Regions from separate parts of the Mus musculus genome. Here regions 2, 3 and 4 are each linked to region 1. Evidence: chromatin contacts called from public ChIA-PET, Micro-C and promoter capture Hi-C data. All regions are on one chromosome and are shown on one strand. The core of a region is the stretch at or near the end of the contact, and the rest is flanking DNA. Distances in the headings are between cores, read along the strand shown. Region 1 holds the start of Specc1l (sperm antigen with calponin homology and coiled-coil domains 1-like). Region 2 holds the start of Susd2 (sushi domain containing 2). Region 3 holds the start of Ggt5 (gamma-glutamyltransferase 5). Region 4 overlaps Snrpd3 (small nuclear ribonucleoprotein D3).

Region 1 (5,257 bases), core at 1,348-3,847:
AGCACCAAGAAAATGAATGGTTTTTGTTTTGTTTTAGAAATGACAGTCCTTTAAATTTAATACCTTCAGTATCATCAAAACTCCCAACATTGTCCTAGTTTTTATGACATAAACACCTACTCAAATTCTTTTACCCTAGGGTATCTCAGATTTAATCATCTCAGACATACTATACAGCCTGCCTCATCACCCAAATTTTTGAGAAGGAAACTACAATATCATCGTTGGCTAAAAACTGTAGATAAGGATTCTTTAATATTGAAATAGCTCCTGAAGCTCCTCTGTGTGCAAGCACAGAATGGAGAAACAGGTCCAGAAAAGCTTACTTTCCCAAAGCCATGAGGCCAAAAAGAAAAGGAAACTCTCTCAACCCCTTACACTGTCATCATTCCTCTATCAAGGTGAGATGTCTGCAGTAATACTTTGTGCAAGCTAGACATGTGATTTAAATAGACATACAGTTATTCAGCAAGTCCTGTATATAAGAAAACTCGACCCTCATAGGAATTTTGACCTTTTTCGATACCTGAGTCATCTGAACAATGAGCTCTGTCAAGTCAGTCAGAAAGCCAATTTCTACTTCACAAGTCACATGTCAAGAAAACAAGATGTAGGTACACACCCTGAGCAAATTTCACTTTAGCTATAATTACTCTCCTCTCTGCATCTGACACTGATATTTTGAATGATACAAAGACACCTTCATACTGCTTTTCTATGGTACAAAAAAAAAAATCACTTTCTTGCTGAAAATGTCAAGAAGATTCCTACATACCTGGGATATACACAGACAAGCATACAAAGCATTCTCAAGCTATCTAAAATTTCAAAAGGTTAGGACACTATTTGGTGTACACTAGATCCAAAGGGAAAATGAGACATTTTTAAAAGGGGGAAAAAGGGAAGGGGGCATCAGCTCTTTCTCAATAGGAAAGAAAATGTAACGAGACCAACATACTTTTTTCTCCATATCCCCTTCTATATTGGTTGGATATTTTGAGACATTACTTCAATTTTTATCAAGCTGGGGAGTAGATATAGCTTAGCTATAAAACACTTATCTAGCCATATTCCATGCCCTTAATACCAAAGATGGGAGAGTGAAGTTATCCATATACGACTCAACCCTCAAGTACACTTCCATCGTCAATTGCTTATATTATCCCAGTACAAGGAAAGGACAAGAGAAAAAAAAAAAAAAGAGTCTGTACAGAATTCAGCACAGGCGTATTGCTTTTCAAACTCTTTCCATTCCTGACATATTGAAAGAGGACCAACCGAACGGTGCCTTTAATGCCTATGCAACAACGCTGGTGCCTCATTCCAAACCTTTAGATAGAACTGTTGTTGCCTGTAGTCCACAGCTGATTTCACCTCAAGATTTAGCTTCCTGAATGACAAGAAGCCTTCCTGGGCTCCGCGATTTGTTTTTTGTTTTGTTTTTGTTTGTAGTTTGAGACAAGGCCTTACTCTGCAGCCCAGTTGGAGCTCATCCAGCCTTGGCCTCGGGATTACAGGTGTAGGCCAAACTTTACGATTCTCTGTCATGACAGTCAAAGGGTGCCCCCTCACCCCGCCGCACTTTAGGACTGATCTTCAAGAGAGTGAAAACAAAAACAAAAACAAAACAAAAAACAAACAACAAAAAAACCCAAAACAAAACAAAACAAAAAATCAAGGATGCCTGCATTTGAATGATCACAGAAATTTTTGTTTGGTTTTAGGCGGCTAAGCCCACCAGAAACCGATTTCTTTTCTAGTGTTCTCTGGGGTATCGCCACCATCTATCTATCTCTCTCTCTCTCTATCTCTCTCTCTCTCTCTCTCACACACACACACACACACACACACACACACACACACACACAAGCCTCTAATGAAAATGCACACACACACACACACGCCTCTAATGAAAATGCAGCATTTCTTCAACAACACACAGAAACATCCACATCCAATCTGACATAATTAGCCAAGTCTCAAGAATAAAGAACACTGCCAGCTTCCAACAGCCAGGTCCTAACACTGCAGGGCGCAGCCTTCGGGGGACCTCCGCTCCTGCTCCCCACCCTCAATGCACCAGATGGGGAGGCAACCTGTCCCAGCCCAGGGCAAGGAACTAGGATGAATGCCCGGTCTCTCCCGACACCACAGGGAACACAAGCACCAGGGTCGCACCCAGCCTCTCCGCAGGGATGAGACCCCCAGCCAGCTGGGTACCACGCCAGCCTGGGTTCCCGGGGGATCTGCGGGGCAAGCTGTGAGGTCCGCCCGGGCAGGAGACGGCGCAGGCGCGGGATGGCTGGGGATGGGGGGGGTGACGAGGGGGGACAGCGCAGGCGCGGGGCCGCCAGGGTCTGCGGGGCCGCCCGGGCCTGGCCGCGCGGGCGGCGCTGAGGAGACGAACGTGCCCGCGGCACAAGCGGAGAAGACCCTGCCCCGGCTCTTACCGCGCGGCACCGCCTCGCTCACTCGCTGGCTCCGGGCTGGGGCCGGGCGGCGAGCTCGCCCGGTGGCGCGGCCCGGTCCGTTGAGTCCGGCCTCAGGGCAACAGCCAACCCCACGGCGCCGCTCCCTCGGCCCGCCCTGTCTCCCTTGCGGCTCCCGCCCTCCGCCCGCCCCTTATCCACCGGTGCCGCCCCCTTCTACTCCCCGCGCATGTGCCGTGATCGGCGCCTCCCTGGGCTGCTACTGCGCAGGCGCCAGCTGTCACACCTCCTCTTCGCGCTGAGTTCTGGACCGCGCACGCGCTGTGCTAGTCGGCGGTGCAACTAGATAACTGCAGTCTTTTGTGCTGGAAGTGCTCCTAGTCTCTCGTTTTTCCTCCAAGGCAAATAGGTCCGCTCTGGTTGAAATGTATGTTTACAGTGTGCTGAACCCGACAGTTGAGAAAAATGCACATGCCAGGCACCCATTATGTTCCCAGCACATGAGCAACACCGGTCCCTACTCCACCCATTAAAGGGAACAAGATCACTAGCATTATAAAGTTAAAGAGTTCTATAAGCTTATGTAATTCCTGTGTAGTTTTTATTTTACTTTTTAAATTTGTAAATGGCTCTATTACTATAATAAAAGCACCATGACCAAAAGCAACCTGGGGAGGAAAGGGTTTATTTGGCTTACAACTCCCAGGTCACACACCATCACTGAGAGAAGTCAGGGCAGGAACTCAAAGGAACCTGAAGGCAGGAACTGAAGCAGAGAAGCTTTGGAGAAACACAGATTGTTGGTTTGCTCCTCATGCCTTGCTCAGCCTGCTTTCTTATATCATCCAGGATCCCCTAGGGGGTCACACCACATCCTGGTGAGCCTGGCCTCTCCCACATCAATCATTAACCAAGAAAATGCCCTATAGATTTGTATATAGGCAATCTAACAAAGACATTTTCTCAACTGAAGTTCCTCTTCCCAGATAATGGTAACTTAGATCAAACTGACAAGACCTAGCCGGAACATTATTCTTTGATGTTTTCTTTTTAAGAATTTAATCTCTGATTCACTGGGCATAGTGGAACATGCTTTTAATATCAGCACTCAGGAGGCAAAGATGGATCATCTCTGTGAGTACCAGGCCAACGTGGTCTATATAGCCAATTCCAGGCCAGCCATTGCCACATGGTGAGACCCTGTCTCAAATAAATTAGCAAATAGATAAATAAATAAATAAATAAATAAATTTAAAGATTTTGTATATGGATATTTATGTATATGAGTACACCGTTGTTGTCTTCAGACACACCAGAAGAGGATGTCAGATCTCATTATACATGGTTGTGAACCACCATGTGTACACAGGTTGCTGGGAGCTGAACTCAGGAGCTCTGGAAGAAGCCAGTGCTCCTAACCATCTCTCCAGCCCCCCCCTAAATAAATAAATAAATATCTCTGAATGCATTTCTAAGAAAATTTACATGCCTCAAAATTCAAAAATCACCATTTCAACATATTCAGTACCCTACAATTCCTCACATAGTTTCCACTCCTCAATATCAATATCCCTTGACATCATTTATGAACAGAAGCAAATATTTAAATTACGATATGCACTATTTTACTACCTCAATACACAGATGGCATCACACTGTACCTCTTGATCTTTAATTCTTCCTTCTTAACCAGCAGAGCCACAATACATTAGTACATTGAGCCAAAAAAAAAAAAACAAAAACAAAACCTGGCTTTGAACCTTGGATGCATTACATAATAGTCCCTTTGCTTTCTGGTTTACCCACTACAAAACATATGCTGTTATAAATTTTTATGGAGGTCAAATAGGATTAGCACTTAAACAGGCCTTACCACGTTATCCAGAACCCTGGACTTCCATTGCGTAGCAAATATAAATAAGTGGGTATTAATTCTCCATCTGTTTAGGTATTTGTAGTTCAAAATCAACTCAACCATTTCAATCCAAATACCACCCAGGTGGTAATTTTTTGAGGCCAAAGTTGAGGTTCAAAAAGGTATGTCATGCCAGGTGGTAGTGGCTCACACCTTTAATCCCAGCACTTGGGAGGCAGAGGAAGGCGGATTTCTGAGTTCGAGGCCAGCCTGGTCTACCAAGTGAGTTCCAGGACAGCCAGGGCTACACAGAGAAACCCTGTCTCAAAAAAAAAAAAAAAAAAAAAAAAAAAAAAAAAAAAAAACCAAAACAAAAAACAAAAAAATCAGGTGCATTTCAAACCATTTTCTATAGTTCCTAGAATTGTTTAAAAAAAAAAAGATTCAAAGGTCAATGATAATCTAAGGACCTTTCCTCTGCCAATTCCTCCCTCTAGCAATAATTTCCTCATGCTAGCCACTGCTCCTCTTCTCTCTCCCTCTCCCTCCCTCTCTCTCTCTCTCTCTCTCTCTCTCTCTCTCTCTCTCTCTCTCTCTCTCTTTCTCTCTCTCTCTCTCTTTTACTTTATGAATATGACTACACTATCCCTATCTTCAGACACACCAGAAGAGGGCATCAGATCTCATTACAGATGGTTGTGAGCTACCATGTGGTTGCTGGGAATTAAACTCAGTACCTCTGGAAGAGCAGAGAATGCTCTCAACTGCTGAGCCAACTCTCTAGGCCCAGAGTTAACTTTTTAAATGAACTTGCTCATAGCAGATTGCTAAATCATTCTACATTGGTTTTGTAGTTCAGCCTATTAGACTTTTAAATCTTTTCATGGCAAATATCAATTTTAGTGTATCTTTTAACAAAATTCTTACCCATCTAGCTATATCTCCAGTCTTCTCCTCTCTCTATCCAGCTAGG
Region 2 (5,257 bases), core at 1,103-3,602, 430 kb before region 1:
CAGAGGAAGATAAGGCCTGTCTTAGGCACGTACGTGCACTGGCTGTGTTTTGCGCAGTAGGGATGGCACTTCTTTTTGTAATGAAATACTGACTTTCTTTCCAAGCCCATGTCCGGCTGATCAGGCCCACAGCCGAGTGCCCAGGGAGGCCAGCTTGGGTTCTGGTAGAGACATTATCAGGAGCCCAGCTCACCCCACACCCTTTTTTTGTCATTGTTGCTTCTTTTTCTAATAAAGGTGGAAAATAGTCTCTGCCTCTTTGCTCATCCTGGGGGATATTCGCTGTGCAGGGATTCCTATGCAGAATCCCTGGGAAAGGACGGAAATGTCTGAGAGGACATTGGGTTTCCAAGAGCTCCGGTACTGTAAGTGGGAAGTCCCAAAGAAAGCAGAGCTAGGTGATGCCGGGGAGTTAGCCGCAGGGCACCACGGGAAAGAGCAGCCCAAGAGGGAGCCTTACTGCATCATAGTTCCTCCCAGACACTACACTAGAGTGGTGACCAGGACAGAACACATGTGAGCTGCTGGCTTAAAAGATTGAGGCGCTGGAGAGTTGGCTCAGTCCTTAAGAGCACTCGATGCTCTGATTCCTGCATGCATGCACGCACGCACTGCAGTCCACACCCAGCTCTCAACTCCAGTTCCAAAAGAGCCAATGTTCTCTTCTGGCCTTTGCAGGTGCTGCAACACATGTAGTGTACAGACAGTCTGCAAAATAAAAATGTAAGATTTGAGGAGAAGCCAAATTGAAGCCCTAGAAGATCATGCTATATAGCCTGGATCGGCCAGGTCAGCCCTGCCTCAGCATCCTGAGTGAGGTTAAGGCATGTGCCACAACACTTGACCAAAACTGAAACAACCCTGCCCTTCCTGGGCTCCACACCATCTATCTTGGAGATACTTAAGTCCTAGCACCTCATACCTGCCTGCCATGACTGTCACCCATAGTCAGAGCCCCATTTATCTCTCCTTGCAAACTCTGGACCAGAATGAAGACAAGTCCGAGTCCATACGCCTGTGTGCCGCCATAGACTGAGCCCTCAATGGAGAAGAATCTGTTGACTAGACCTAATAATCCAAGGCCATGGATTGGAAGCATGGCAACCCAGGATGGGTCCTTACCAGGCCAGCCATCTGGACAGCCAAGACGCTGGGGACAGCAGTCACTTAGCCATACCCCTCTGCTTACCCATGCCTCTCAGGGTAGGGAGTTACCGCAATCCTGGGCCTGGGTTGTTAGCATCGACTGCTACCACCACAGGACCTCAGTGTGCACACAAAAGCACCCATATAGAGCCCCTTGTGGCTTAGTAGATTTTCTTTCCCCTGGAAGGTGGTGACTTCTCAACCAAATCCACCTATGGGGTTGCAGGTATAATAGGGGCAGGGTTACCTTAGGGGTAGTTGGTTCCCACTCCTATACCTCGGGTCTCCTCAGATACTCGTGGGAGACACTGTCACCTCCAGCCCCGACTAGTTCTGGGTAGTCATTCTAAGTGAGAGGGGACTAGGCCCATAGAACAATAGGCTGGCTGAGACCCAGGACCAGAGGAGAATCACAGATCAGATGGCTTTGGTTCACAAGCCAGCCACCTGAGCACCTCCTCCCCTGTGAGGCTAGCCAGTGTGTCTGCATTGAAACACTACAGATCCCCTGTCCTGATGTCTAGCCCAGGTGACAATCCCTGAGTGAGAGAGAGTCCCAGCTTTGGGGTCCTTCATGAGTCACCCTAGTATCAAGGTCTCCCAGAAGCCAGTAGCTGGTCTCCACCAGGCTCCTTCCTTCTAACCCTCAACAGGATCTGTTAGCTCCCCAACTGACAACACTGGAGCTAGGCTGGCCTCAGCCCTGGGCTCCTCCGTCTCGGTAGTGACTCTAAAGCTGGCTGGCTATTCATCAGAAATGACCCAGTCTCAAGTCCATGCTATGTGCTTAAAATCCAAACAGATTAATTCTTTCTCCACCTCCGCCTGTCAGGCTGAGTGTGTGTTAGCAACACCTCCCTAGGGGAAGCAGAGGTCTAGGTCTGCCCTAAGGGGCCAGGACTTCTCCCACCCAACCAACAGAAACCTCACACACAAGACTGGACTGTGACCCCAGGGTCTGAGCTGTCTCGCCATTCCGCTTCAGGTGCCAAAGGTCTTAGCATCTGGACGCTCCAGCCCCTCATTCTCACACAGGGTCCCAAGGCTGTGATGATGCTACAAGAATGTGCTAACTAGGCACTTCGGGCTCTGCCTGTCTATCGGCACCTGTGGACTTTGAGAGGGGGCGGGGAGGGCAGGGGAGGGGAGGAGTGATGCCGCAGAACGCTGGGCGGGGTCAGGAGGCGGGGCCTGGCCAGCCAGGCAAGAGCCTGCCCTGCAAATCTCTGAGCCACTGTGCTGCCTGCTGGTTGCAGACACAGGGCACACCATGAAGCTGGCCCTCCTGCCTTGGATTTTGATGCTGCTCTCAACAATACCAGGCCCCGGGTTCACAGCAGGTATGCCCCCACTTTGTCCTTCTGACCTCCCTGTTCATCTGCCTGATCAGCCAGGCCCTAAGCAGACACCCCTCTGGGCTCAGCTGTCTATCCATCTGGCAGTCCATCTGTGACTACACTGGGGAGTACTGGGAAGAAACTGGGGGGGTGGGGGGGGCTCCTGGATCTAGACACTTCTGGTGGAGATGGGAGGTCTGAACCAAGCTCATTCTGCACTCACATAAGGGCCTGGGAGGGAATCCCGGAAGACCAGAGCCTGCAGCCCAGCCTCTGTGAAGGGTGCAATCACACAGGGAACCCCCTGCCTCTCATCTGTCCCTGTGCTGGTCCTTCTCGGCGCAACCAAGAAAGTCTAGCAGGAAGGATGAGCCTAGAGCCATGGCCTTTCCCTGAGCTGAGCTGGGAGTTAACCAGCCTGCAGTCTCCTGCTTCACACAAGTGCCACCACCCTTCTGGTACTTTATCTCATGGCATCTTGAAGCATCTTCCCACACCCCTTGCAGTCGTTAAACCTTAGCCGATAAATATTTATTGCTGCTCCGGAGTATAAGCTTAGTGAGGTGGTCTAATGGCTTAGACCGCAGCCCGGCTCCTGGTGGATCTCCATCAAGGGTCTGGGGAAGGTGTGGTCTGGCCTGGGAATTTGTACCTCACCCCAGTCTCCACTTTTCAGCTCTGGGGCTGAAGTACAGCCCTACCACAGGTCTCCACAGCCCACAGAGGAAGTGGGCTGAACAGCTAGGCCTAGACAGGATGTTCCACAGTTTCTATGGGGTATTCCCAACTACACTGTGCTGCAACCCTCACTGGAATGTCCCCTCCTATCCCCTAAAAAGGGAGTGTCCTGGCTGCCTTCTCAGAGGGTGGGGCTCTCTGAGATTCAACTGTGTCCCACCCCCAGAAAGAGATGGGACAAGCTCAACCCAGATACCATTCCCTCCCCGGCCTTCAGTAGGACTCTTGGTGACTATGTACCCTATCAGAAAGCACGGGGACCCTTTTTTAGCTGTGAGGACCCACAAAGCCACTCCATTACCTGTGCTAAAATGGAGCCCCGCCCACAGAGCCGGTGGCTTTCCACCATGCCACTTGGTAGCCATAGCAATCCCTGGTCTGTCTCATGGACGCTTCTCACAGGCTCCAGGGGAAACGGGCCCTGTTGGTCAGGCAGCTGACCCTGGGACACGGGGCTTTCTTCTCCAGGTGCCCAGGGAAGCTGTTCCCTGCGCTGCGGGGCACAGGATGGACTCTGTTCCTGTCACCCAACCTGCTCGGGCCTTGGCACCTGTTGTGAAGATTTTCTGGACTACTGCCTAGAGATTTTACCCTCCTCAGGGTCCATGATGGGTGGCAAAGACTTCGTGGTGCAACATTTAAAGTGGACTGACCCTACTGATGGGGTCATTTGCAGGTGGGGGGTGGGGACCTAAACAGCTAGGTCATTAGGGCTCCTACACGCTCAATCCCAAGCATAGAGTGGGGGAGCTGGAGGTAGCACCCTGGGACCGAGGGCAGGCAGGAGAACACTGGCGCACCTAGCCTAACCCATTTCCATAGCTTTTGGCTCAGGCTGCCTCCACCCATCTCTGTCCCTCAGGTTTAAGGAGAGTATCCAAACCCTTGGCTATGTCGACGACTTCTATCAAGTGCACTGCATATCACCCTTGCTCTATGAAAGCGGCTATATTCCCTTCACCATATCAATGGACAATGGCCGCTCCTTCCCTCATGCAGGCACTTGGCTAGCTGGTGAGCTCTCACTCTTTCAAACCAGTCTAGGCTGTTAAATTAATAGACTCCACCCTCCCTGGGCCCTGGTTCCTATCTGCAACCCCAGGCCAGGGGACTTTCCCCAATGCTAATCCATGTGCGCTGATACTAGACCCAGTCTGCCTACCTGTCGCTCTGGCTGAACCAGTCCCTTGGGCGAGGGTTGCTGTCATTCATTACTCCACCACTGGCATCTAGACCAGAGTCCTGGCCCACAAGGAGTTGGAGCCATGGGGGTCTGATTCAGACCCAGCCCCCTGATGGTTCCTCAGCAAGGGCCTGGGGAGGGGCCAGATGAGAGGCGTGGTCTGGCCTGGGTCCTCAGTTCTGCAGGAAAGACCCTTTATCTTTCCCGGCCATGGTATCTTCCTCCCAAGGGACCCTGAGGGAGACCATCACCTGACTGCTGTCTGTCTGTCTCTTGGAGGTTCTCAGAACCCTCCAGGTCTCTTGTGCACCATTAAGTCTTCACTCATTCCTTACGGACTCGCCCCTCTGTCCAGCACATCCCTACAAAGTGTCTGAATCCGAGAAGAGCCAGCTGGTGAACGAGACCCATTGGCAATACTACGGCACTTCAGACACCAGGGGAAACCTCAACCTCACCTGGGACACTTCAGCGCTGCCCACGCCGGCCGTCACCATTGAGCTGTGGGGCTATGAGGAGACAGGTGGGGCCTGCCAAGGGCTGGATGGGGGTGTCTGGAACTTTCAGACACTCAGATGTGAGAGGAGGAGTCTCAGGCGGGGATGGAGGAAGGGGTGTGGAAAGGAAAAAGAGATTTCGGTCTGGTGGTATAGATCAAGGAGGGGTTTGCAGCTAGACAGAAACAGCAGTGACTGCTGGCATGCATGGTAGGCCCCACAGACCGTGGGAATGTTGGATGCTGTGACTATCGAATAGATGGTATGTAGTGAAGACAGAAGCAGCCACCTCAACCCTATCTCCTCTAAGCCTGACATGGAGCAGGGCCAGTGATTCAAGCGCGTCCCCGCTGGTC
Region 3 (5,257 bases), core at 1,056-3,555, 380 kb before region 1:
CCAGGGGAAGCTTGAGAGTTTAGAGTGCAGGCTCTTAGCACCAACCACAGCCTGGGCCTCGCAGACCAATGCTCCCTGTTCAGAGAGCCTTCTCACAGATAGTAGAAGCACGCCCCTTTGTTCACAGAGGCTGCTCTTCTGGCTGGTTTTCTGTGGGGCCTGAGCGTGCACACATACCCCACCTCAGTTACAATTTTGTATTCTAGAAGGATTAAATAGATGCTGCATCTCATGGAGACAGAGCAACTGTTGGTCTTAACTCTTGAGTCCCTTGGGAGCGCCATGTGACGTAGAAAGGACTGTCCCTACTGATCCGGGCTGCTATTCCCATGGAGTTCCAAGTTAAATGTAGATGTGAATCCTCCAGGAAGTCTGGGAACTCAGAGGACCAGGTTAGCAGGGTTGCGGGCTACTGTGAGCGAGGGAGGTGGAAGAGAATGGGTAGACAGATGGAATAAGGGAGGCGGGAAGGAAGGCAGGACAAACAGAAGGAAGGACAGAAGGAAGGAAAGACAGACAGAAGGAAGGACAGACAGAAGGAAGGAAGGATGGACAGAAGGAAGGAAGGATAGACAGAAGGAAGGATGGAAGGAAAAACAGATGAACAGACAGACAGAAAGAAGGATGGACAGAAGGAAGGAAGGAAGGAAGGAAGGACAGATGGTTTGAAGGACAAACAGACAAAGGACAGATGGAAGGATGGACAGAAGGAAGAAAGGATGTAAGGAAGGAAGAAGGAAGGACAGACAGACAGAAGGTACATTCAATAACAGTCAAAAAAAAGCATAACAGCATGGTATTTTGGGCCAGGACCACCACTCTGCCTGCTGCAGGACCCAGCCTTGGGTTTACAAAGCACTTGAACCCTGACAGTGGGCTACCAGGCAGATATTCTGGGAAGGAGACCCAGATGACCAGAAAAAAGGAGAGGCTTGTCCAGGTTTCAGGGCCCCAGTGGGAGGCAGGGGACCAGGAGTGACTTCTTGCCTCAGGGTAATCCTGTGGCAGCATGGTGGGTAGCATAGGCTTCCCATGGGCTGGGTTTCCTGGAAGGTCAGGAAACAACCACTGTAGCTTCTCTCTGCCTCTCTCTCTGCCTCTCTCTCTGTCTGTCTCTCTGCCTCTCTCTCTGCCTCTCTCTCTGCCTCTCTCTCTGTCTGTCTCTCTGTCTATCTCTCTGTCTGTCTCTCTCTCCCCACTCTTCCTCTCTCTGTCTCTCTGTCTCTGTCTCTCTGTCTCTGCCTCTCTTTCTCTCTGTGTCTGTGTCTGTCTCTGTCTGTCTCTCTCCCTCCTTCCCAGCCTCCACATCAGTCACTCCACTCACCAAGGCCAGACCCTGCCACAGAGAGGGAGGTCCTGACAGCTGTAACGTGCTTTCTTATACTGGCCCTGGGACCTCCCTCTCTCTGTGGCAGGGCAGACCAATGTATGGAACCCTGAAGCCCGTTGCCCAGGTTTCTGAAAAAGGTCCAGTCTTGGTCAGAACCAGCAGGCACAAAGTCACAGGTCTCATCCAGTCTGCCTTTCCAACCAGCACTGTATAGCCGATCTTCAATAATAGACTCACACCATCTTTGCAATGCTGTCCAGAGTCCCCATCTTCCCTATGGACACACATACACCATTCTGTGCAAGGGCCCTGGGACTGTTGTAGGAAGCCAAACCACACATGGCCTTTACCCCACCGCAAGCACAGCCGGCACTCGCGTGTCCCTCTTCACACCCCCACCACAGTTACACAGTCTCCAGGCACAACCCGCTAGCTGCCAAGGGCCACTGAGCTCACACCCACTTTTTACTCACCGTCCAATATCCGAGCAGATCTTGGAGTCAGCCGCTACCGCAGCACGCGTGAAGGCACCGGGACCACAAGAGGCTTGACGAGGAGAAAGGACCGCAGCCAACACAACGATAACCAGACCTAGACCTACACCCAGCAGGACCAGGCAGACCGTGGCCCTGTGACCCCAAGCCATGGCTCAGTGGCCCAGGGACAGAGAGGGAGGCAACTGGACACACAGGGCAGTGGACAGACAGAGACAGACAAACTGACTGACAAACTGAAGGGAAAAGAAGCTACACAGGGTGATCTCAGGCTATTGGACAGAGGGGAAAGATCGATGGGTCAAGACAGACAGCCACACAGGCCAGACAACTGGACAGAAAGGATGACGGACAGCCTTACAGATAGGTGGCCAGGCAGGTTACAGAGGAGAAACAGGAAGCCAGCCAGCCTGGGTTTATGGATAGACAGACGGCAGGCTGTGGCCAGGCTGCTGCTACACTCTCCTCCAGAGGCAGAACTAGCCACAGGTCTGAACTTGCAGTTTTCAGCTCCCGAGGCTCAACCCTGGAGGCAAGCCAGGCATCTACAGGGAGTTTTTTTTTTCTTGAGAAGAGCCAGCTGCCGCTGTTAACTCTTCCATCGCCAGTTGATCCCATGGCCTGCCCTGCTGCCCCAACACCACCCAAAGACTCCTCAGTCCCAGTGCCATTGGAAATGTGATGCTTGATGCACCCAGGGGAACTGGGACATGGAACTCAGGGAACCTCTCTCACTGTTTTCCTGCCTCCCAACAGCTCAGGGTCAGGGTGTCTCCTGCAGGGTGAAACTCCATTCCCCAGCTTCCACTCCCAACTGGTTCCACCCAGGCAGCCTCTCAATGCAATCACCCAGCTGGTACAGAGATGGGGCTGAAGGTAGACCAAGGTAGCCACTCAGGACCGTGCTGTTTTAATTTTTAAAATTTTTATAGAAATGAATCTTTTAAAATATTTTAAAGATTTATTTATTTATTTATTTATTTATTTATTTATTATATGTAAGTACACTGTAGCTGTCTTCAGACACACCAGAAGAGGGCATCAGATCTCATTACAGATGGTTGTGAGCCACCATGTGGTTGCTGGGATTTAGAGTCAGGACCTCAGGAAGAGCAGTCAGTGCTTTTAACTGCTGAGCCAGCTCTCCAGCCTCGTCGGGACCGTTTTATTACAGCCTGGCACAGCCTCATCCAAACATCTGAGCATGGGGTGGGAAGGGAGTGGGCAGGCAGGCCAGATGTCCAGTGCCCTGACACCCAGTGCTGCTGACACACAGTGCTGGGACATAGTGACCCATAAACTCAACCTTAGACCTCTAAAGGACGAGGCTGCCCTGCTCAAGTGCCCTCCCTTTTTCTGCAGCTCAGAGGCCCACTTGCTGAGTCCAGAAGAACTCAGGGCTATTTCTGTGCTGGTGAGCCTCCTCCTCTGGGAGCCTGGCTTGGGTCCTATCTTTCCATGATCTCAGGATGTTCCAGTGGGAGGCAGCTGGAGCAGTGAGGACCCACCAATGTGCTCTCGTGATCAGAATTAATACATGTGCAGGGCAGAAGAGCTCTTGGTTTCAGGCCTTCCCATCATTCCTCACTCTCTTTCCACTGAGCATGCCCCCCGCCCCCATCTTCGTACCCCCCGGCTTGGCAATGCCAAAAAAAAAAAAAAAAAAAAAAAAAAGAGGCCCAGAGAGGGAATGCCCGCACTGGCCACCCATCCTGTTAAGTGTCACACCCAGAGTCCCTGCTAAGCCTGGACAAGGGAGGCTGTTTCCTGTAAGCCTGTTCCCACATCTTCCTAGAGGAAGAGGGGAGTGTCTGTGGGAGTCTTCCCCATCCCAGTTGTCCCCAACACTACAATGTCATGTCATTGCTCAACCAGGAACCAAAGCACATTCTTGAATGTAGGCCAGTCCACTCACGGGCCACTGTCCCCTAAGGCCAAAGCAGTATGGGGGGAACAAGCAGACACAAGGGTAGGTTATCTTCCCCTCCTGGTCCCTGGCTGGGACATCCTGGTCAGGCGCAGACCAGAGTTCAGAGGCAGTTCTACGGATTCTCAAGGCTTGCTATCATACTGGACTTGGCTGGGAAGGCCAGGTCTGGTGGCTCCAAAGGCCCTTATCCAGGAAGTAACATGGAAAGGCACTAGAAAGGGGATGGTCACTCAAGTCCCCAAGTCTCCAAAGAAGCTCTGGGCTATACGCAGTGGGTCTGGGAGAGCGCGGTACACTTCAAGCACCCTGGGTCCATGGAAATCTCCGGCCAGTCCAGTGGGGCATGAAACACTGATATACCATATCTTAATATATTGGCCTAGGGAATCCTGCCTTCTCCCCTTCAAATATGGATTGAGGAATGGCTGGCACCCCCCCCTTCAGCCCAGCTTCTGTGTTCCCCAAGGAGCCCCAGAGATAGAGAGCTTTAGAGCTCAGACATGGAGCACACCTACAGGAAAACCCTGCTTTCCCATGGGCAGGTTGGAAACACCAGGACTTCTAGCCTCCTGGGACCCTCCTCCAGCCACTGGGTCCCTTCCCTCAGGGACCCCCAACTTGTGCTCACTTTAAGGGGCAATATTTAGCTCCTAGGCTGTGACTACCCCGGTGGCTCACTTCTACATTGTCTCCAAGTGTCTCTTTACCTCGTGGTCACAGCTGTGAGTTCTATAGACCTTGACACAGCATGAGGGGCTGCCCTTAAAGAGTGTGTTGGCTAGTTTTATATCAACTTGACACAAACTAGAGTCATCAGAGAGGGAGCCTCAACTGAGAAAATACCTCCATAAGATCTAGCTGTGGGCAAGCCTGCAGGACAGTTTTTAAATTAGTGATGGATGGAGGAGGGTTTAGCCTATTGTGGGTGGCGCCATCCCTGGGCTGAAGGTCCTGGGTTCTATAAGAAAGAAGGCTGAACAAGCCATGAGGAGCAAGTCGCACTCTTCCATGGCCCCTGTATTGGCTCCTGTCTCCAGGTTCCTGGCCCGTCTGAGTGCCTGTCCTTACCTTTCATGGTCAACTGTGATGTGGAAATGTAAGCCAAATAAACCCTTTCCTCTCCAAGCTGCTTTGGTCATGGTCTTTCATTGCAGCAATAGAAACCCTGACTAACACAAGGAGGGATGTATCTAATGGTGCTCTTCTGGGCTCATCCATTGTGAGCTGTGTTCCCCTTGTGGATCTGTGGGTTTTCTATAGCTGGCGGACCTGCTGGGACTGTCTGTTTGTTTGAGAACTGGGCCTCTTGCAAGACAAGCTTGGCTTTCACTCTGGGTTTGTGCTTGGAAAGTGACCTCAAGTATGGCCTTAGCCAAATTGCCTTGTTTTTGTCTCTAGTCTACTCTCCTTCAGTTTTACCCCCTAAGTGCGGGCCAATGAGAGCCCACATCTGTCCTAGAAGCATTCTCCACCCACAGCTACAGTGTCATTGCTTTGTTCCAG
Region 4 (5,257 bases), core at 1,747-4,246, 320 kb before region 1:
CCAGGTGAACTGCGCTTTCCAGAAAAATCCCGCACCATACTTGTGTTAAAGATTCAACTGATTAACTATGGAGATTTGGAATTTGTCAGACCCAGAGTCAAATCATCTCCATATAGCTTTGGTCTGCTTAATAGCCACCTATCACCCACCTCCATGTCTAGCCTAATAACCCTGAGATTATCAGGTAAAACTTCCCAGAATGTATTGCTAGACCACAAGCCTTCAACAACTCCACAGCTAAGACAGCATGCAAAATTTATATATAGCAGATTTCCCTGCCTGGCCTGCTTTCTCTCTTTTAAAAAAAGATTTATTTATTATTATAAATAAGTACACTGCTGCTGACTTCAGACACACCAGAAGAGGGTGTCAGACCTCATTTCGGATGGTTGTGAGCCACTGTGTGGTTGCTGGGATTTGAACTCAGGGCCTTCCGAAGAGCAAGCGGTGCTCTTACTGGCTGAGCCATCTCGCCAGCCCTGTAGCCTGCTTTCTCAATCATGTGTGGATCCATATTCTGCTCAGTACTCAAGACCACCCTTCAGAGAGCCTGGCTTCTTCAGGCTTTTATTTCTTAGCTTTGATTCTTCATAACAGGAGGTTCCAGGGAGGCTCAGTCCTTGCTTTATGGTGCAAAGGGTGGAATCTCTTTGTAAAACGTAAGCTGGACAGTGGGTAACTCCCCTATTTATTAGGAATTAATTTCCTTCAGTATCAGAGGCCTGAAATTTTGAAAACTAATTTCATGTATTGTCTGCTTTCTTTTCAGGGACATTTGTAAATCTAATTACGTTCTTTTGCTTTGGCCACTAGCAGAAAACAAAATCCTATGCTTAATTTAAATATGGAATATTCAGCAAAAAACTGTTCATGCTGGGATAGTTGGTACCACAGGTGGAGTCTAAACTTTGCTGTATATAAGAAAACAGTAGTTGAGATCAGAACCAATGTTACATGTTGTCTTTGGGGTGGGGGGGACGGACTAGTTACTGGTGCTATGGTGTCAGCTTTCATTCTTTAAAAAAAAAAAAAAAAAAAAAAACGTATTTTTAGCCAGGCAGTGATGGTGCACACTTCTAATCCCAGAACTTAGGCAGCAGAGGCAGGTAGATCTCTGTGAGTTCGAGGCCAGCCTGATCTACTACAGAGTGAATTCTAGGACAGGCAGGATTACACAGAGAAACCGTCTTTTTTTTTTTTTTTTTTTTTTTTCTTTTTCGAGGCAGGGTTTCTCTGTATAGCCCTGGATGTTCTGGAACTCACTCTGTAGACCAGGCTGGCCTCGAACTCAGAAAACCCACCTGCCTCTGCCTCCCGAGTGCTGAGATTAAAGGCTTGTGCCACCACTGCCCGGCAAAACCCTGTCTTGAAAAATCAAAACCAAACCAAACAAACCAATAACCAAAAACTTATATAAAAAAATCAGTTACCTCAAGCTCACAGAGAGATCTGCCTGCCTCTGGCTTGCAAGTGCAATTAAAGGTATGGACCATCATATCTAGCCTTGTCATGCCCTTAGGTTCGGGAATGGAACAACTCAAAAGGCTTAGAAGAAAGTCCTGAAACTGATCAGACTCAACATGCTTCTTACCCCCCCCCCCCCCCCCGAAACACACTACACGTAGGCAAGCTGAGTTGCCTGGAAGAGGCTCAGACCAGTCCATGCGAGCTGTCTAGAAAGGACAGTCTCCCATCTGTTGTGCTCTCTGCAGGTCATGCTGTGCACTCCAGGTTTTCAGGTCTATGTCAGAACCCATGCTGGGTTAAGTTTTGGTGATACACTTGTCATTTTCTGCTCCTGTAGGTAACCCTCCACCCATATTCTTATAAATACTCCTAATTCAATTTATTGGTTCACCAAGTTGGATTCTGGTAATATCTGTACTTGGACCTGTCTTTGTTTTGCTACCTGGGACAAGTAGTTGTTTGGTCCTGTCTCCCTACTGAACACATCATTCAATTGGATGGAGTGCAGGTTCTAACTTAAAATTCAGATAGGCAGTCTTGGAATAATCAAACAAACTTTTCATGCACCATTTATTAATACAATAAAATAAACCAAACAGAAAGAACCTACACTGAAAACAGGAGTTGAGCTGAGGAAGGGGATGGCAAGAACTTGGGGTGACAACAGCAGGGTAAACCAGTTCAGACTACAGATAAAGAACAGATAAATAGCAACAGGCTCCAAGTCTTTGATCCAGGGATATACAGGGACTAAAGCCAAGATAAAAGTCAAGATACCAGCAGGTGGCCGCACACGGGACTTACTCCCAGGGAACAGTCTTCAGCACTACTCCGTGGCTTACTAGTCATAATTTAACCAGTCATGATATAACAAGTATGGATGGCAGTGGCAGAATTACAATCAGGAAGACAGGTGCTGGGGAACACAAATGATAGTGCACAAAACTGGGACAGCAAAGGCTAAGCAGACACATTTGAAAGAAGTGATGAGCTAAAAGCTGGAGGGGGCGGGCAGAATTACTGTAAACCCTGACAACCTAAGTTTGATTCCAAAGAAGATGGGAGAGCAACTCCCAAAAGTTGTCTTCTGACTTTCACATGTGTGCTGGCAGGCATCCTCAAAAAGTGAATTAAAAAAAAAATCTAAGCATGTGTAAATATGTAAGGTGTATGTATGTATTCTGGGAGGGGAGGGGAGGAAAAGTGTCTAACCCAGGCTGGCCTGAACTCATTAAGTAGCAAGCCCTGAGCTTGGAAATCCACTTGCCTGAGTGCTGGGATTATGGTCTATACCACCATGCCCAGCCTGAAAGAAATGGTTTCCAACACATACTAGCAATCCTGTTAGAAATGAAGGCACACTCCGTCTCTTCTGCATGACATTCGACAGAGGCAGAGATGAACTCAAGCTTTGTTTTTTGGCTGGGTATAGTGGCCCACGCCCTTAACCATGGCACTCAGGAAGTCCATGCATGTGCACCCGAGTCTGAGCTACTTAGTTTACAGAGCAAGTAGGTCTATGTAAAGAGAATCTGTGTCAACCACCCCACCCCTGGCAACCCACAGCCATGGTGGAGGGTAAATGCTGGAGGGTAAGGATGTTAACATTTCACCACATAAACAGCTGGTGATGAAGCGCACATGGCCTACTGGGTGGGGCTTGACGGGTCATGCTGCAGGCTTATGCTTGCACCCAACCCTGAGACGACACATGTCAACTTGAATCAGCCCACTAAAGTTGGCATCACACTGAATGAGAAAGAAAGCTGCAGGAAAGGAGCACACCAAACTATAACCACCACCAAAGACTCCATTAGGCCAAGGCAACCACCAGAGTACTCCAAGTGCAAGAAAAAACAAAGAGGACTGAAGAGATGGCTCGGAGGTTCAGAGTACTGTTTGCTCTTCCGTCTTGAGTTCAATTCTCAGCAACCACATGGTGGCTCACAACCATCTATGATGGTGTTCTCTTTTGGTGTGCAGGCATATATGCAAGCAGAACGCTGCATACATAATAAAATAAACCTTTAAAAAATTAGTGTGCTTATCAATGCTGAGATGCTCCTAACACTGTGTGGAGCGAGTTGAATATGAGTAGCTACAGACAGGGTTCCCTCTGGAGCTGTCGAATGCTGAGACACTATGATTACTGTATTACTGATCAGAGCATGAGTCATCTTCACAGGTCAGGTTGCCTGTGTCAGGTTAGCTGGGAAAGTGCCACACTGAGTGTTCATGTAACACAGGGTTCCTCTCTTAGTTAGGCTTTTCTCCCTTCAACTAGAAAGAGGCCTGAAAAGTGCTTGCACTCTTTATCACACACTGCTGCTTGAAGAGTGCTGGCATCTCCCCAGTACATGTCCAAAGGTGTCAGATTCTAACCTGCTGCCAAAGCAAACTACAAACACGAACACACAGTTCTTATTTCCTCAAAAACAAAACAAAACAAAACAAAAAAGCCTCACACAAACCACAAAACAACCAAATTTTATTTAGCTTAACAGTTTATCAAAAGAAAATCTAAGACATATGCACATGTAATACCCCCTCCCCCCAAAACCCCTGCAATAATCAAAGAGAAGAAAGGACAACGTTCTCTTCAATGGAGAATATTATCTTCGCTTCTGGAAGATGTTCCCACGTCCCATCCCACGTCCTCTCCCTCGTGCGGCCACTGAAACAAAGAAGAAGAAGAGAGGTCAGGGGGGCTGGGATGCTCACAACAGCACCAGCTGAAGCCTGGGCATCAGTCTGGAAGAGGCCTGGAAGGCTGCCTGGACCAAATCATGCGGTGAGAAGGAAGAGGAGTGGAAGTTGGTGCTGATAACTGGTGTCATGGTGGGAGGTAGTGCCGACAGCACAGCAGTGTGAATAATAGCACAGGAATGACAAATTCTCAGAGCTATTACGGATGTATTCAATTCTGTTTGTGTGGATAAGAGGAAGGGCCATGGCATGTGACTATATACAGGACATAAGATAACCTCAAATGTTGTTCCTCACGTACCATCACTACTTTGTTTCTTTAGACAAGGTCTGTCACTGGACTGGACTTTGCCAAGTAGAATAGACTGGCTGGCTAGGAAGCCCAGGATTCTATCTTGGTCCTGTCAGTACTAGAATTACAAGCAGGTTCTACCACACATAGACTGAGCTCAGGTACACACACTGTGTGATAAGCTTGTTACCCACTGAGCTATACCAACCTGGTTCTCAATTCAGACACCTAAGTGCTAGCGTAGCATCTGTTAATTCTGGGTACTATTCTGGGTATTAGTCTTTTGAGTTTTTCTGCATGAAAAAAATGCTTAATAACAAAAACAAAATAACACTACCCATAAAGATGCACAAGACTTCCACTCTATGACCCAATGTACCTAGGAGGCTAGAAGCTCTATAGTCACTCGGGAAGTTCTGTGGACTGACAAAACGCATCTCATTCTTGTCTGTTCTTTCAGAGACTGATGGGAACTACACAACGCTCGCTGATGAGAGACGGGAGCAAGGCGCTGGGAAAGGCACAGGTGGCTCAGGGCTGTGTGCAGTCAGTGGGCCTGGGCCAACTCACTGCCCGAAGTGCACAGTAATGTGACTGGTTAAGATGGACAGTTAGCCTAACCATGACAGCAAGAGCAGCCCTCTCCGAGGCAAAGGTAACATTTTCTCTTTTTTAGCATTTTATTTGTTTGTGGTGTGTGTGTGTGTGTGTGTGTGTGTGTGTGTGTAGTGTATACGTAGAGGTCAGACAACTTCTGTTAGGCTTGTGTGACAACCGCCTTTAACACCAAGC

Evidence for each region. Promoter capture Hi-C pulls out the DNA fragments that hold promoters and counts their contacts. Hi-C and Micro-C count contacts between places; a contact is called where the count stands out from the background. ChIA-PET counts read pairs in DNA pulled down with a chosen protein or histone mark.
Region 2: a Micro-C map of embryonic stem cells shows a contact between it and region 1, with 2.3 times the contacts expected there. The contact joins the promoter of Susd2 here to the promoter of Specc1l in region 1. A contact is called at or near these places in 1 of 39 promoter capture datasets (pre-B cells) and 1 of 484 Hi-C or Micro-C datasets (embryonic stem cells).
Region 3: a promoter capture Hi-C map of pre-B cells shows a contact between it and region 1, with 5 times the contacts expected there. The contact joins the promoter of Ggt5 here to the promoter of Specc1l in region 1. A contact is called at or near these places in 5 of 39 promoter capture datasets (the C10 cell line, hippocampal neurons, neutrophils and 2 more), 1 of 484 Hi-C or Micro-C datasets (CD8 T cells) and 1 of 115 datasets of contacts at active chromatin or transcription factors (memory CD8 T cells).
Region 4: an RNA polymerase II ChIA-PET map of effector CD8 T cells shows a contact between it and region 1, with 6 read pairs. The contact joins the enhancer-like site here to the promoter of Specc1l in region 1. A contact is called at or near these places in 18 of 39 promoter capture datasets (3T3-L1-derived adipocytes, the C10 cell line, the HPC-7 cell line and 14 more) and 4 of 115 datasets of contacts at active chromatin or transcription factors (CD8 T cells, bone marrow-derived macrophages, effector CD8 T cells and 1 more).

Annotation. Positions count from the first base shown.
Region 1 is chr10:75,209,413-75,214,669 of GRCm38.p6, reverse strand. It overlaps Specc1l (sperm antigen with calponin homology and coiled-coil domains 1-like), which reads right to left and starts at 2,597. Exons shown (of 16, transcript NM_153406.3): 1 at 2,451-2,597.
Region 2 is chr10:75,641,103-75,646,359 of GRCm38.p6, reverse strand. Susd2 (sushi domain containing 2) reads left to right here and starts at 2,352. Exons shown (of 15, transcript NM_027890.5): 1 at 2,352-2,486; 2 at 3,690-3,897; 3 at 4,084-4,235; 4 at 4,760-4,927. The coding sequence starts at 2,417. Cabin1 (calcineurin binding protein 1) reads left to right here. Exons shown (of 37, transcript NM_172549.3): 37 at 1-250.
Region 3 is chr10:75,586,429-75,591,685 of GRCm38.p6, reverse strand. It overlaps Ggt5 (gamma-glutamyltransferase 5), which reads right to left and starts at 2,305. Exons shown (of 12, transcript NM_011820.5): 1 at 1,804-2,305. The coding sequence starts at 1,976.
Region 4 is chr10:75,534,145-75,539,401 of GRCm38.p6, reverse strand. Snrpd3 (small nuclear ribonucleoprotein D3) reads right to left here. Exons shown (of 4, transcript NM_026095.4): 4 at 3,962-4,141. The coding sequence ends at 4,080. Among named protein-coding and RNA genes, the nearest start is that of Snrpd3, 19 kb to the right of the region's middle. Within about 2 kb of position 2,996, at least 28 of the 459 cell types and tissues checked have an H3K27ac peak or open chromatin away from gene starts, as enhancers often do. A contact at or near this core is called in CD8 T cells and effector CD8 T cells, where this site is marked.